3 separate regions of the Mus musculus genome follow, and regions 1 and 2 are each linked to region 3. A link is a contact called in public promoter capture Hi-C data. All regions are on one chromosome and are shown on one strand. The core of a region is the stretch at or near the end of the contact, and the rest is flanking DNA. Distances in the headings are between cores, read along the strand shown.

Region 1 (3,839 bases), core at 683-3,182, 1.6 Mb before region 3:
GTTTTCTTTGATTGATGGTTTAGTCCCAGGGAAGCAGGAGTGGGTGGTTTGGGGAGCAGGGGGAGGGATGGGTAGGGGATTTTTGGAGAGGAAACTAGGAAAGGAGATAGCATTTGAAATGTAAATAAAGAAAATATCTTTACAAGTTTGGAATATGTATTTAAAAAAAAGATAAAAAGAAATCTTCATTTTCCCCCACAAAATGTTGAAAACAATAATGGAGTCAGGGCTTCATTAAAAGTAGAGGGATTATTGAATATCTTTATTTTTCTCCTTTAGAATTATAGCTTAGCTAAACTTGCTGGTAGATATTTACCTCCTCAAAAACAACACATTGTGTTAATTAACTTCATATTGTTTTTCAGTTGTGCTTTAAAGAAATACCTGTTTGTTTGTTTTTTTTTTTAATTTAAGCTTTATTTAATAATGAAAAAAGTTCAGGTGTCCTATGGGTGTAATAGAATTGCTTTCATACTCAATGAAAATGTCAATAGTGGCACATTTTCATAGTTCATGTGTGGCTGAACTTTTGGTTTTTCCTGTAAAGATGCATGATGAGGTGTTGGTGTCAAGTATGGATACTTCTAGACAGCTCATCTTAAATGAACAGTTGGAAGATATGCGGCAAGAACTTGTGCGACAATATGAAGAACACCAGCAGGCAACAGAAATGTTGAGGCAGGCCCACATGCAACAGATGGAGAGGCAACGGGAAGACCAGGAGCAGCTCCAAGAGGAAATCAAGAGACTCAACGAGCAGCTAGCCCAGGTTGGCATGGAGGAGCCCTTCTCTCCCCAACTAAAATAACAGGAACTTTGTGTAACTTCGTAACCTTTTTTAAAACTTAAAATTTATTTTGCTGGATCTATAAATGGTTACAGATATTACCATTAGAGACACGCCATCTACAGTGTTAGAACCTGAGGGCATACCGGACCCAGATTCATAGTGCTCATCGTCATGACGTCGTGTATGTAGTTTCCCTTCTGGATTGCAGAGTAAAACGGGAATCATTGCTCTGTCACGTAGTAGCCGAGGATGCACAGCAGAGACCTCCTCAGCGTAGACCGCCCTGTGCTGGTGCCTGCACATGTAGTTCTCTCAGCCCGTAGACGTAGGCAGGTTCACCTCAGTGAGCCACCAACTAAGCTCACAGGTTTACTCCCACTATCTTTAACCACCTCGTAAATCACAGTTGGAAATCTGGGGTGGCACGTTTCTTTTCATTGATTTGAAAATTGCAAATTTATATAACACCTTAATCCTTTCTCAACTAAATTTACATTTTCCTTGGTATTTGGGAACTATATTCTTAACCGGTTGCTATATAAAATATACTCACAAAATCATTGCAGAAAAGCTTATATGAAAACTCGAAATTTAATTTTGAAAACTAAAATAGAGAATTCTTGACTTGGGTTCCTTCAGATTCAAAATAATGGCAAATTTGGGGTTGGAGCATAAAATAGGAGTCACTGGAGCATTCAGTCTTGCTTTTCTTCACTGTATTTTGTGAGTTCAGACTTCTGAATTTTCAATGCAAATTTGACATAAAAATATTAATTCAACTCTACAAATCCCTGAATTTTATACATTTAATTAACTTTTTTAACTTTTCAAATTCTGCATTGAATTTTATATATGCCTTTTAATCCCTTGTAATGGAATCTGAGTCACAGTTTGAAAAGCAGCCCATGGTCTCAAGGGATTAAAAGAAATCTGCCAAATGTTTCTGTTTTCTTCTCCTATCGCCAACAATATTCTCTCATGACCTTTTTTCTTATTTAGAAATCCTCCATAGATACTGAACACGTGGTTTCAGAGAGAGAAAGGGTTCTATTAGAGGAGCTGGAAGCACTAAAGCAGCTGCCCCTAGCTGGAAGAAAGGAGCTGTGTTGTGAGCTGCGCCACAGCAGTACGCAAACACAGGTAGTGTGGACTTTGGCTCACCCAGGCGCAGTGGTGACAATGCAGTAGGATTTGTTTGTCTTTCTCGTCGGTGTGTGATACCGTTTTCATAGGCACTGAGCTTAATGTGTTTGTGATTGCTCCCATGGAAGGTAGGTGGAGCAGAAATGCCGTGCATTCTGCTGGTAACGTGGTTCTGGTGTTGCAGTAACAGCAACTGCTCCACCATGCAGCAGCCTAACAGATTTTACTGTCATAGTATACAGCATGCATTCCTTTGAACCCATCCCATGTGTTTCATCTCTGCATCAGACTGTTTTATCTTTCCTTGATAACACAGAGTTAAACATTATTTCAAGCAGAGTCTACATCATGCTCAGAGGTTTCTGTTTCGTCTCATACCACTATAGAAGTGTGCCTTGCCGATTCTAAGATGACGGGTTTTCTCTTTGTCTTGTCCTCTCTGCCTTTGCACCAACTTACGCAGGATGGACATGACGATCAGGAAGTTGAGGAACAGACGTTAAAAGACAAGACATTGGAGAGAAGCCCTGAAGATGCTCTTCTCGATAGAAACCTGTCCAATGAAAGGTATAAAGTACTTGTTTAGCACAGGGTTGAAATGCTCCCTTCAATTCAGTAAAGGTTGTCAGAGCTTTATCTTCTCTATTGTACTTTGTCTTAAAAGTTGTACTGTGTATGAAATCTGACCATACAGATAATAGTATAAGAAGGAATGACAATTTTTATCGTTAATTAGACTAGTTTTAAAAATCTTCTGCATGCACTTCAGTTTTTGTTAGTGTTGATCTTGACTCTCTTTAGTTATTATTGAATATTGGACTTTCTTAATTAACTTTATTCCTCATAATGCTATTTTATATTCTAAAATCATTTTTATTAGTGAGTTTTATGTCTTTATGTTTTGTTTTTTCAGTAACTTTAAGACATTCATTTAGTATTAGGTATTTTGAGAAAACAATATGATAAATATTTCACCTTTAATTTCTTTTTGTTTTTGCTGTGTAACACATAAGAACCTTTAATACACATTCAAGCTTCATAGAAGAGTAAATGAAACACCCACTGGCAACAGTACGATTCCTTACCTTCCTCTCACCAAGATTAACATGAAAGTGTTCAACACTATGAGAGTAGATAACCTAAGTTAATTTAAAGACTGTTTAGAAAGGCACGAAGTCTTAAACTTGATTTTGTTGAAATGAAAATATTTTCTTTGATTTAAAACTAGAACTAGTATCTTCTAACAGTTTCTGTGACTGTCATCCTTGTGTGTCCTCCTAGTCTCCTTCCTCAGCTCTCATGACAGAATTTGGCCCTTAAGATTTTGGCTTCTTCAGTGGATCATGGCTATGAAACACAGTCAGTGTGGAACTCAAACAGGAAAGACAGTGTATGAAGATTAGACCTATCACAGCAGTATAGAATAATCTGTTCATTTATTTATTTATTTACTTGCTTATACAAAATGAACATTATAAAGTAAAATTTTCACTATTTGTTACATTTTATAAATCATGTATTTAGTTTTTAGATTTTTTTGTGGTGAGGTTGATAAAATGAGTCTTCTTTGTCTTTAGCCATCATATGAGTTTAGCCAGTTTTTTTTAAAGTAAAAATTATTTAATATTCTTTTAATCATGGGATTTTACACTTGAACAAATCTTCAGTAAACATTGAGAAGATCCTTTACTTTCGTTATTTGGTCTTATTTTTAATATTCTTAATTATATAAGTAGATAACTTGATCTGGATATAAAAATAGAAACCTGTCTTTTGCTTGACAACTACTAAAGGAAAACAACTCCATTTATTACCTCATCCTAAAATAGGTAGGTCATGTGCCTGGGAGGCAGACAGCTGTCATCTGGGCTTTAGTACTAGTCTCCCACAGTGAGAAGTTGAGAGA
Region 2 (4,145 bases), core at 788-3,287, 1.4 Mb before region 3:
GTGTCTCATCACAACAGTAGTAACCCTATGTAAGACAATGACTTCTGTATTCACCTGATATGACTGTCCTCTGGAGGCTTACTGCCTCCATCTGCTAAGGGCTGTCTCCTGCAAACTTTTGTCTGTACAATCTAATCTAGGTCTAGAATGCTTTCAGCCTCTGAGACTTCCTGCTGAATAAGCTCACCCTTTCTGGCACTTTCGGAACTCTGGCAAGCTGATTTAAAGCTGCTGTTCTGGCTCAAACACTTTTCTAAGCTGACTGATTTAATCTGGCTTTTTTCCACTTCTGACTGAATTGCTCTGCTTGGTCTCAAACTAATTCTAGCAATCCGTTCTGATCTTCTGGCTCCTTCTCATTCACTGGCTCATTCAGTCTTCACTTGTGTCTAGCTTGTTTCCTCTTCAACCTGTCTCTGTAAAACTCTCCCAGTAAAACTGCCTCCCCCTTTAAGTCATCTCTCTATTCTCATGAGATCTAGGCATATACTATTCTGTCAAATCTTTCTCTGGTTCATCACTTTGTTTCCCAGTTAATTAGATACCCCTTTCAAACATGGGTACTTCCTTCTACAAACTAACTTTACCTTCATTCTCTTGGGTTAATGGTGTAGAATAAGGGCATCTTTGTATTCCAGCCAGAGGGATTAAAGGAATGTGCTAAGGCATGTCTGTATTATAGCTAGAGTAGCCATGTTGTTACATTAAAATCCCTCTACAGACCCTGAGTGTAATTACAGGAAGATGTAGATTTGTGTAATTGACAAGGATGTAGAAAGGACATTTGTTTATTGAATCCTGGAATCTATGGATGGTGGTATTTTACCCGTGGGTTCTCTTAGAGGAATGGAGGGCTAATTCCTTTCTCACTCTAATTGAGTTTGTTGAGACTCAAACAAGGAAAAGCTAGTGAGGCAGACATAAAGGCACAATAATCAATATTACTAGTTATATCATTATTATCAATCTTTGGTTAAAAGAGGACAGGGACAATTCTGAAGATAGCACAGACATGGCATTTGATCTACACATTGAGTCTAAGTCCTGAGGGTTTTAAGTCTAATTTTAGGGAGGGGTTTATCTTGATGTAGACTTCCCTACTCTCCTCCTTCCAAGTGAGGTCATCTAAAATCACAAGCATCATCACATGTCACTATCCTTTCAAAACGAAATGGCAAAGGAGAGAGATTTGCATAGCAGCACAACTTTGATACAAAGTTGTCTCAACAACAACAACAACAACAACAACATCCCTCAAGGAAGATGAGAACCCCAGAACAGCCTCTTGGGAAACATTGTCTACCACACTGCTCCTAGTTCTCTTTTTCTCTTCTTTGCCCCTCATCTTTCCCTCCCTGCCCTTCGTCTTCCCAACCTCTCCAATATCTCAGCTGCACCTTTTCCTCATTGATATCACTTTCAAGAGGACTAAAGCCATCTCCTGGTGTTCATAAATGAAAATCCATGGGGCATGCTGAGGAGAGAATATTCTGGCAGAAGCGAGACCATGGGAGTTACGGTCCAGAAGGCCGAGGTTGTCTTGCTTTCCGCAAGCCACACGTGCACCGTAAATAGCTACTGAGTAATCCCAGGCAAGGAATAAGCTGTGATCAGTAGTTTCACTTTCTGAGTAAACTGATTATTAATAATTTAAATTCCCAAATAGAAATCTTTATTCTTACAAACACCAAACCAAACAGAAAAATGCAGAAGAATTTGGGGGAAAAAAAACCCAACCAACCTACCAAACAAACAAAGACCCCCAAGGTCTATAAAGCAACCTAAAAGAAAGAGATCAAACCGAACCTGTTCTTTGGTGCAGGCAGAATCTCAGCCCCAGCCAGAGGGAAGCCTTGGCGCCGCCCTGTGGTCTCGAACCAGCCCAGAGCCCAGAGTCCCCGCAGCCACAGTCTCAGCCGCCCCCTGCTGGGCTCCCGCGGTCAGGCGGCCGAGGATTTAGGCACAGCGCGCCGGGCTAGTGACGTCACCTCTGCGCCAGGCCGAGGCCGGAAGTCAGCCGTTACTTCCGCACTCCGCTCCCTCCCGGGCGTCCAGAGGCGGAAGTGAAAGGTGTCTACCGGGAGCGTTGGTAGGAGCGCGGATGCAGTGTGCGGGCTGGGGCTGGGGAGCTGCTGGAGCCTTTGCGAGCGGCTTGCGAGTCTCTGCTAGACAGGGCGATGAATGGCTAAAGGCCATTGCAGAACTGCCCGAGGGAAGGCGAGCCTTCGATGTGGGATTACGGCGGTTCTGAGTTTAGACTCATCAAGCCCTCCACACTTCGTACAGCAAAGAGCTCGGCATTGGCTCGGAATTTGTAACTTTAGGGACAGTGCCCACCCTTAGGTTGTTGTATATATAGGGCATTACGAAATAATGTATGTGTAACGTGGGGTTCTGGTATTAAAGTGCGTTTGCGATTCCGCTACCTTCCCCCCATGCGTTGCCGTTTTCTTTTTATTATGACTGAGAAATGTTTAGTTTGCGAGAGGTCGTGCATCTCACAAAAATGATTTGACCTGGACTTCTTTATTCTCTACTACACTGGCGATATTTTTGCCTTTTTCTTTTCCAAATTAGTGGTGTGGTGGTAGAAACATCGGTTTTTACCTTTTCTGGAGAGATCTAAAGTCTCTTATGACAAAGTCGACATCGATATGTAGTTCTGTTCAAAACAAAACAAAACAACCCTGTACACTTAAATGCTGTGTCAAAAGAGTAGCGGGATTGTGGAATTCCCAAAGATTAGCAGTTTTCTTTAAACACCTGTTAGCTTTCCAGCTGTGGGATGGGGTGGGGTGGAGGGGACGGGAAGGGACAGGGACATAAATCTTCCATCTTGAACCTCGGTAGTTACAGTCACCAAGATGTTGGTGATATTCATGAAATTTAACGAAGCTTAAGAAAATGGTTTATTTTAGAGGAAGATTGAAGGCAATTATTCGATATTTGCTTTTTTTAAAATTTGTCTTGGGATAGTTAATTTGCCAGAGGTTACAAATTCAGCTCAACAATCTGTTTTTAAAAGGACATTGTGTTTATACAATGACTTGCAAATACAACTTGGGTTCATGAAAATGACCCTTTTTCTTTTCTGAAAGAAAAGACAATTTAACTCAGAAAAGTGCACGTGCTTTCCCGCCTGCGAGTGCGCTCATATGTGAGCTTTGAGTTTGATAAGATAGTAGTAGTAAGTGCTGAGGGGAGAGAGCATCTACTGAGAAGGTGATGGGAATATGAGAATTATGAGGAAAAACAATAGGACATGCTTCTAATGGAGAATACACACACACACACTCATGTGTGTGACATGAAAGTAAAAGAGGGACTTTGGGAAGATAGATACAGATTCCATTATTTGTTATGTCAGTTAAAAATAATGAAAAGACAGCAAGGACACTGAGACTAAAATAGGCAGGAACAAGATTGCTTTGTTGCTGTTTTGAGTGAAGTTGATTTGGTAAGGAAGAGAGAGAATGTAAAACCCTCCTGGGGGTGCTTACCACAATGACATTAATCAGAGGAGCGCTACTTTGGGTGCTGCATGGATGCTCAGTTCAACTTTATATGTTGATACATTTAGAAAATATTTATTTGGAGGATAAGTTATATAAAGAGAAACAAAAATCTACTTGTGACAAGTCTAACAAACTAATAGTTTTTTTTACCCTTTTCTTAGGAGTCTTAGCAAACCTTTTTCTTATTTTATTGGTATTAGAATTTCTGTTGAATATTCTGTGTCATGTTTATCGTTTACCGTGGTGCTAATCATCTGAAAGGAATGAGCTGTCTGGTAGTAATCTTCAAGCTGATAGACTTAGTATATGTATCCTTAGTGACTGATTTTTAAAAATTTATTATTCATATTGTATTTGTTATAAAATGTATGTAAAATAGAAATTGTCACAGGATAAGACAAGTATAATTGAAAATTGATACTGTCTATTGGATAATTTTGCATGCTTATTTATAACGCTTCTTATAAAACTTGGCTGACTGTAATGTGATAGTCTTCTGTCCAGTTATCCAGCAGAGGTCATCCATGAGCATCTGGAAGGGAAAAGGTTGGATTGTACATGCTAGATAGAGCTTGCTTTCTTCTTTCTTTCCTTCTTTCTTTTCTTTTCCTTCTTTCTTTTCTTTTCTTT
Region 3 (4,247 bases), core at 260-2,759:
TTATCAAAGCTTATCTGCTCACCAAGACTGAACAAACAGATGGCTTTTCCCCAAAATTTTTGCATTCCAAGAAGCCTAACTCCTTTCCAGGACCTCTGTCCTCTTAGAATCTTGACTGTGAACTCCAAATGGTCTTTCAGGGTCTCATCATTCCTTCTTAATGCATCCGCCACCATGAGCCAAGAGCATCTCTTTCCCCCTTAAGTGAACCCGATGTCTATGTCTCTCTTTACTCAGAAACAGTCGTGACTTTGGGTTTTTACTGCTTCTGAAATAATAAAGTTTACAGTGCTGGATTCAAAGCCCTCACCGGATCTCACCGGGACAGCTGTCATTTGTTGGAGCCTTCCTGTTCTTTTCTGAGCTGCCCACTCTCCCTGCCACTCTATTCATGCTTTCTCCTCTGTTTAGATTATCATTTGTTCTTTCTATCATAAACCCATTTTCTGGTGTCAGTTTCAATGTATCCTCAAATACAACTAAACTATGGCTTATGGTTGTATGATCTGAGGCCTCCTTGGCCCATCACTCTCACTGACTGGCTTTTCAGGCTTCCTCGGACACTGGATTATATCCTCTGGTACTTTCCATTTAGTTTCCCTCACTAGGTAGGTAACTTCTTATAAAGCCAGTGTGTCATAATCCCAGGCTTTCAAATTACAGAGCAATCGTTTAAATTAATATTCACGTTTTTGGTAATCTGCAGTACTTTTGGGTATCAAAAAAATCTGTGGGTTTAAAAAAAAACAAAAACAAACTGAAGGTTGACCACCCTGAGATATTCCTGGTAAGGGCTTTTAAAGCTGTGTTCAGTATGTGACTTTTTCTTTATTTTCTAGATTTGTCATATTTATTAAGGACTCTCATTTATAATGGCTGTTCCTAACAACAGCTTATGTACATGACCTCTAGCTTTCACACACCGTTGCCAGTTAAGCTCACTGAGATTCTTTTTTAATTGAGCGGTTGGTTGCAGATTGTTATAAAAGTGGATTTTAAGACAGGCACTACATAAAAATTGACGTAAAATCTCTATATGAGGCACAGCAAACACACATTCTGACTTCCAGAAAAGTCTTCAGAAAGATATCAAAAGCAGTGTAAAGGAGGAGAAATGTATAAAAGCAGGTTATGGACTCTCTTTTAAACAATGAGAACCAAACCAAACAAACAAACAAGCCGGCACGTGCACCGCAATGCCGGGTCTAAACCGCAGGCAGGTCCCCAATTATCCTCTCACGTGCTTTGGGAACAATACAGGAATTCCCTAAAGCTGGACCCCAAACGGCCATCAGCGTGTCACTGAGACACAATCTTCTCCCAGGAGACGGGAACCGAGGAACGACAACCCAGGAGGAGAGCGGCGAAGACACCAAAGCTGGGGAGACCCCCGTCACGAACCTTTCTCAACAAAGCGCAACCGCAGCGCACCATGAGCTCCAAGGGGCAGGACTCCCGCCCGCAGAATCCGGACAAACTTCGGTCGGGCGCGCGTACTGACGTCACTACTGGTCGCAGAGGTGACGTCTCAGCGGATCCGCGCCTGCGTGCTGCATCGCGCTCGAGGAAGGTGGGCGTGTGCTTTGGACGCCTCTGGGTGCAGGAAGGAGAGTGCAGAGCCCAGATTCGTCTAAGTTGTGTGCAAGGGGAAGCAGGGCTCCGGGCAGGAGTCTCTGGAGTTGACGCTTTGAACGCTATGCGCTGGAGACTGGCCTGCCTCACAAACATTTTTATGGTAGCTGAAGAACCTGAGGTGCCAGGATTTTCTCACGATGAAAGACCCCTCCAACAGACACACTTGTACAAAACACCGAGAGCTCTAAAAGACTGCTGGATGATGGCTTGAGCAATTTTTCTAGCCAAGGCTTAAACTTCAGGAACCAGTCACTTAAAACTTGTAGCACAGAAGTATTGAAAGAAGTGTGACGATCTAGATTTTTACAAAGGATGATGTGTGCAGTGGAGGCAAACAGAAACCCCAACCTGGACTCAGCCGAGAGTTTTCACCTTTCATTTGAAGGCTGTCCTTGTGAGAACACGAGAGATTACATTCCAGCTTGGAGAGGAAGCTTCAGAAAAAGATCACTGAATGGCAGGCCCATTTCGCCAATCTTTCTGCCAAGTCTTTAAGTGAAAAAGGCACACGAGCGTACTAGAGGGGTCTCCCTTCACTGCTCATTTATTATTTTCTATCATTAGAATTATTAGGTTTAGAATCCTTGGCGAAATGTGACTCAGTCATGGTCACTGGCCAGGGCAGTGCAGCTGAGAGTAACCTTAAGGAATTGTTATGTTCCGTTTTTCAGTATGAGGTTGATTTAAAGTTAGTTACAGATAGCCCGAGGTCCTGCGCCTCTAAGGCCGCTTTCCTAGCTGGAACCTGGCAAAGGCTAGTCTTGAAACTCTGAAAATTGCAGTTACGGGCATTCTGCTACATGCCTGAGTCCTAGACTAGAAAACAGGACTCCAATTCATTTAGATAAGGTTCTGCATCCTAAACAATAGGATGGGGAATTTGGGAAAGGAGCGAGTCCTATTTGGAAGTACACAGTGTGGAAACTACTGCTCAGTCTAGATTAGTTTACTGTTCCTGGACTTTGAAGCTGTCATTTTCATTTAGATGTTTGGTTGGTTGGTTCTAGCCTCTGTAGATTAACATTAAATATTGACCCAAATGTCAGATGTTAGCCTCAATAAATATACTTACTATTTTAAAAACCAGAATATTAAGTTGCTGTTATCATACTTTTCCTGTTAAATCTAGAAAATGTGCTGCCATTTAAATTATGCCAAAATGTTTAGCCTAATGCACACACCTTCTAATGTTTATTTATGATTATTGAATATAGGCCCACTCTCTTTCCCATAACATACACAGAATATAATAACAATAAATAAAATATAAATAAGAAATTGATATCTAAAATGCTAAGGATCATTGATGATGTAAGCAAAAGAAAAATACATATACCTCAAACAAAACATTATCACAGCAAGATATTTTATTATAATTCTGATAATAAGATAGTAGAATAAACCTTTTAAATCTCTAAACTCGCTCTCCTAAAAATATGCTGTTAAAATTGACTTGAGATGAGGCTGGAGAGATGACTCATTGGTTAAGAGCATTTCCTACTCGTCTAGAAGACCAGAAGCCACGACCTAGCATCTAGGTTAATTGTCTCACAGGCTCATGTAACAGCTCCAGGGCATCTGATGCCCCCTTTTGGCTGCTGAAAGCACCTGCACTCATATGCACATATCATCACACAGATATGACTGTGTGTGTGTGTTTGTGAGCATATGCACACACACCCCCAGACCTGAACATACACACATATAATTTAAATATTTAAAAACTGGAATTAGGTGACCCAGAGGATCATCCAGATCTTATGCAGGGGTCAGTATTGCATGAACATTCTGGCATTTCTGTTAAGAGAAGAACATACTTTCCCAGGAATGTGGCTTATCTAAAGACGAAAGTAGGCAAACCACTCATCTCAGCAGCACTGGAGAATTCTTCATGTCACTCATCAAATTCACACATGACTCACTACATAACTCATGATTTGATTTTAAAATATTTCAGAACAATTGCTTTAATTGTTTAATTGTGTTAAGAATTTTAAGCATTTCCTTTTGAATTTTTTCTTTGATTTTTTTTTGTTTTTGTTTTTGGAAAATTCATACATGTATAAAGCTCATTTTGATTATTGTAACCCGTCATTTTCTCTTATCTACTTCCTACCCCAGTTACCCCTCTTCCCCACAAATCTCTTTTCCAGTCATGTCTCTTCCTCCTCCTCCTCCTCCTTTAAGAACCATTGAGTTTAATCAGAATTGCCTGTAACAATGGCTTTGAAACCATCTATTGAGCCTGACAGACTCCTCAGTGAACACATAACAGAAGACAATGGCTGGATTCATCATCAGTAGCCACAGTAGTTCAAGAAGACGTAGAGCCATGAAATTTCCCCTTTCTGATCCATGATAGCCTTCTACTAGTTCCCTGCTCATAGGTCCCATCTTGTACAGGCCATTGCAAACACTCACAACAGTTTGAGGTCACGTTTGCAACAGTTCTGCCACGTCCAGAAGACAGCATCTCATAGTGCTTTCACTGTCTTCCTGCTCTTACATTCTCTCTGCCCCGCCCCCTCTTCTGGATGATCCCTGAGCCTTGGTGGTATAAATGTTCTGTTTCTGGCTCAGCATTCACCAACTACTGATTCTAAGCACCTTGA

The links. Promoter capture Hi-C pulls out the DNA fragments that hold promoters and counts their contacts.
Region 1: a promoter capture Hi-C map of liver shows a contact between it and region 3, with 3 times the contacts expected there. The contact joins the enhancer-like site here to the promoter of Gtpbp10 in region 3. A contact is called at or near these places in 7 of 39 promoter capture datasets (the 3T3-L1 cell line, embryonic stem cells, liver and 3 more).
Region 2: a contact with region 3 is called in a promoter capture Hi-C map of pre-B cells, with 4 times the contacts expected there. The contact joins the promoter of Mterf1b here to the promoter of Gtpbp10 in region 3. A contact is called at or near these places in 11 of 39 promoter capture datasets (3T3-L1-derived adipocytes, the C10 cell line, the HPC-7 cell line and 6 more) and 2 of 9 other capture datasets (adipose tissue and liver).

The regions. Positions count from the first base shown.
Region 1 is chr5:4,003,014-4,006,852 of GRCm38.p6, forward strand. Akap9 (A kinase (PRKA) anchor protein (yotiao) 9) reads left to right here. Exons shown (of 48, transcript NM_194462.2): 17 at 548-769; 18 at 1,790-1,930; 19 at 2,397-2,500. Among named protein-coding and RNA genes, the nearest start is that of Gm40260, 72 kb to the right of the region's middle. Within about 2 kb of position 1,933, at least 34 of the 459 cell types and tissues checked have an H3K27ac peak or open chromatin away from gene starts, as enhancers often do. A contact at or near this core is called in liver, where this site is marked.
Region 2 is chr5:4,190,330-4,194,474 of GRCm38.p6, forward strand. Mterf1b (mitochondrial transcription termination factor 1b) reads left to right here and starts at 2,038. Exons shown (of 2, transcript NM_001042670.1): 1 at 2,038-2,089.
Region 3 is chr5:5,558,032-5,562,278 of GRCm38.p6, forward strand. Gtpbp10 (GTP-binding protein 10 (putative)) reads right to left here and starts at 1,510. Exons shown (of 10, transcript NM_153116.2): 1 at 1,402-1,510. The coding sequence starts at 1,434.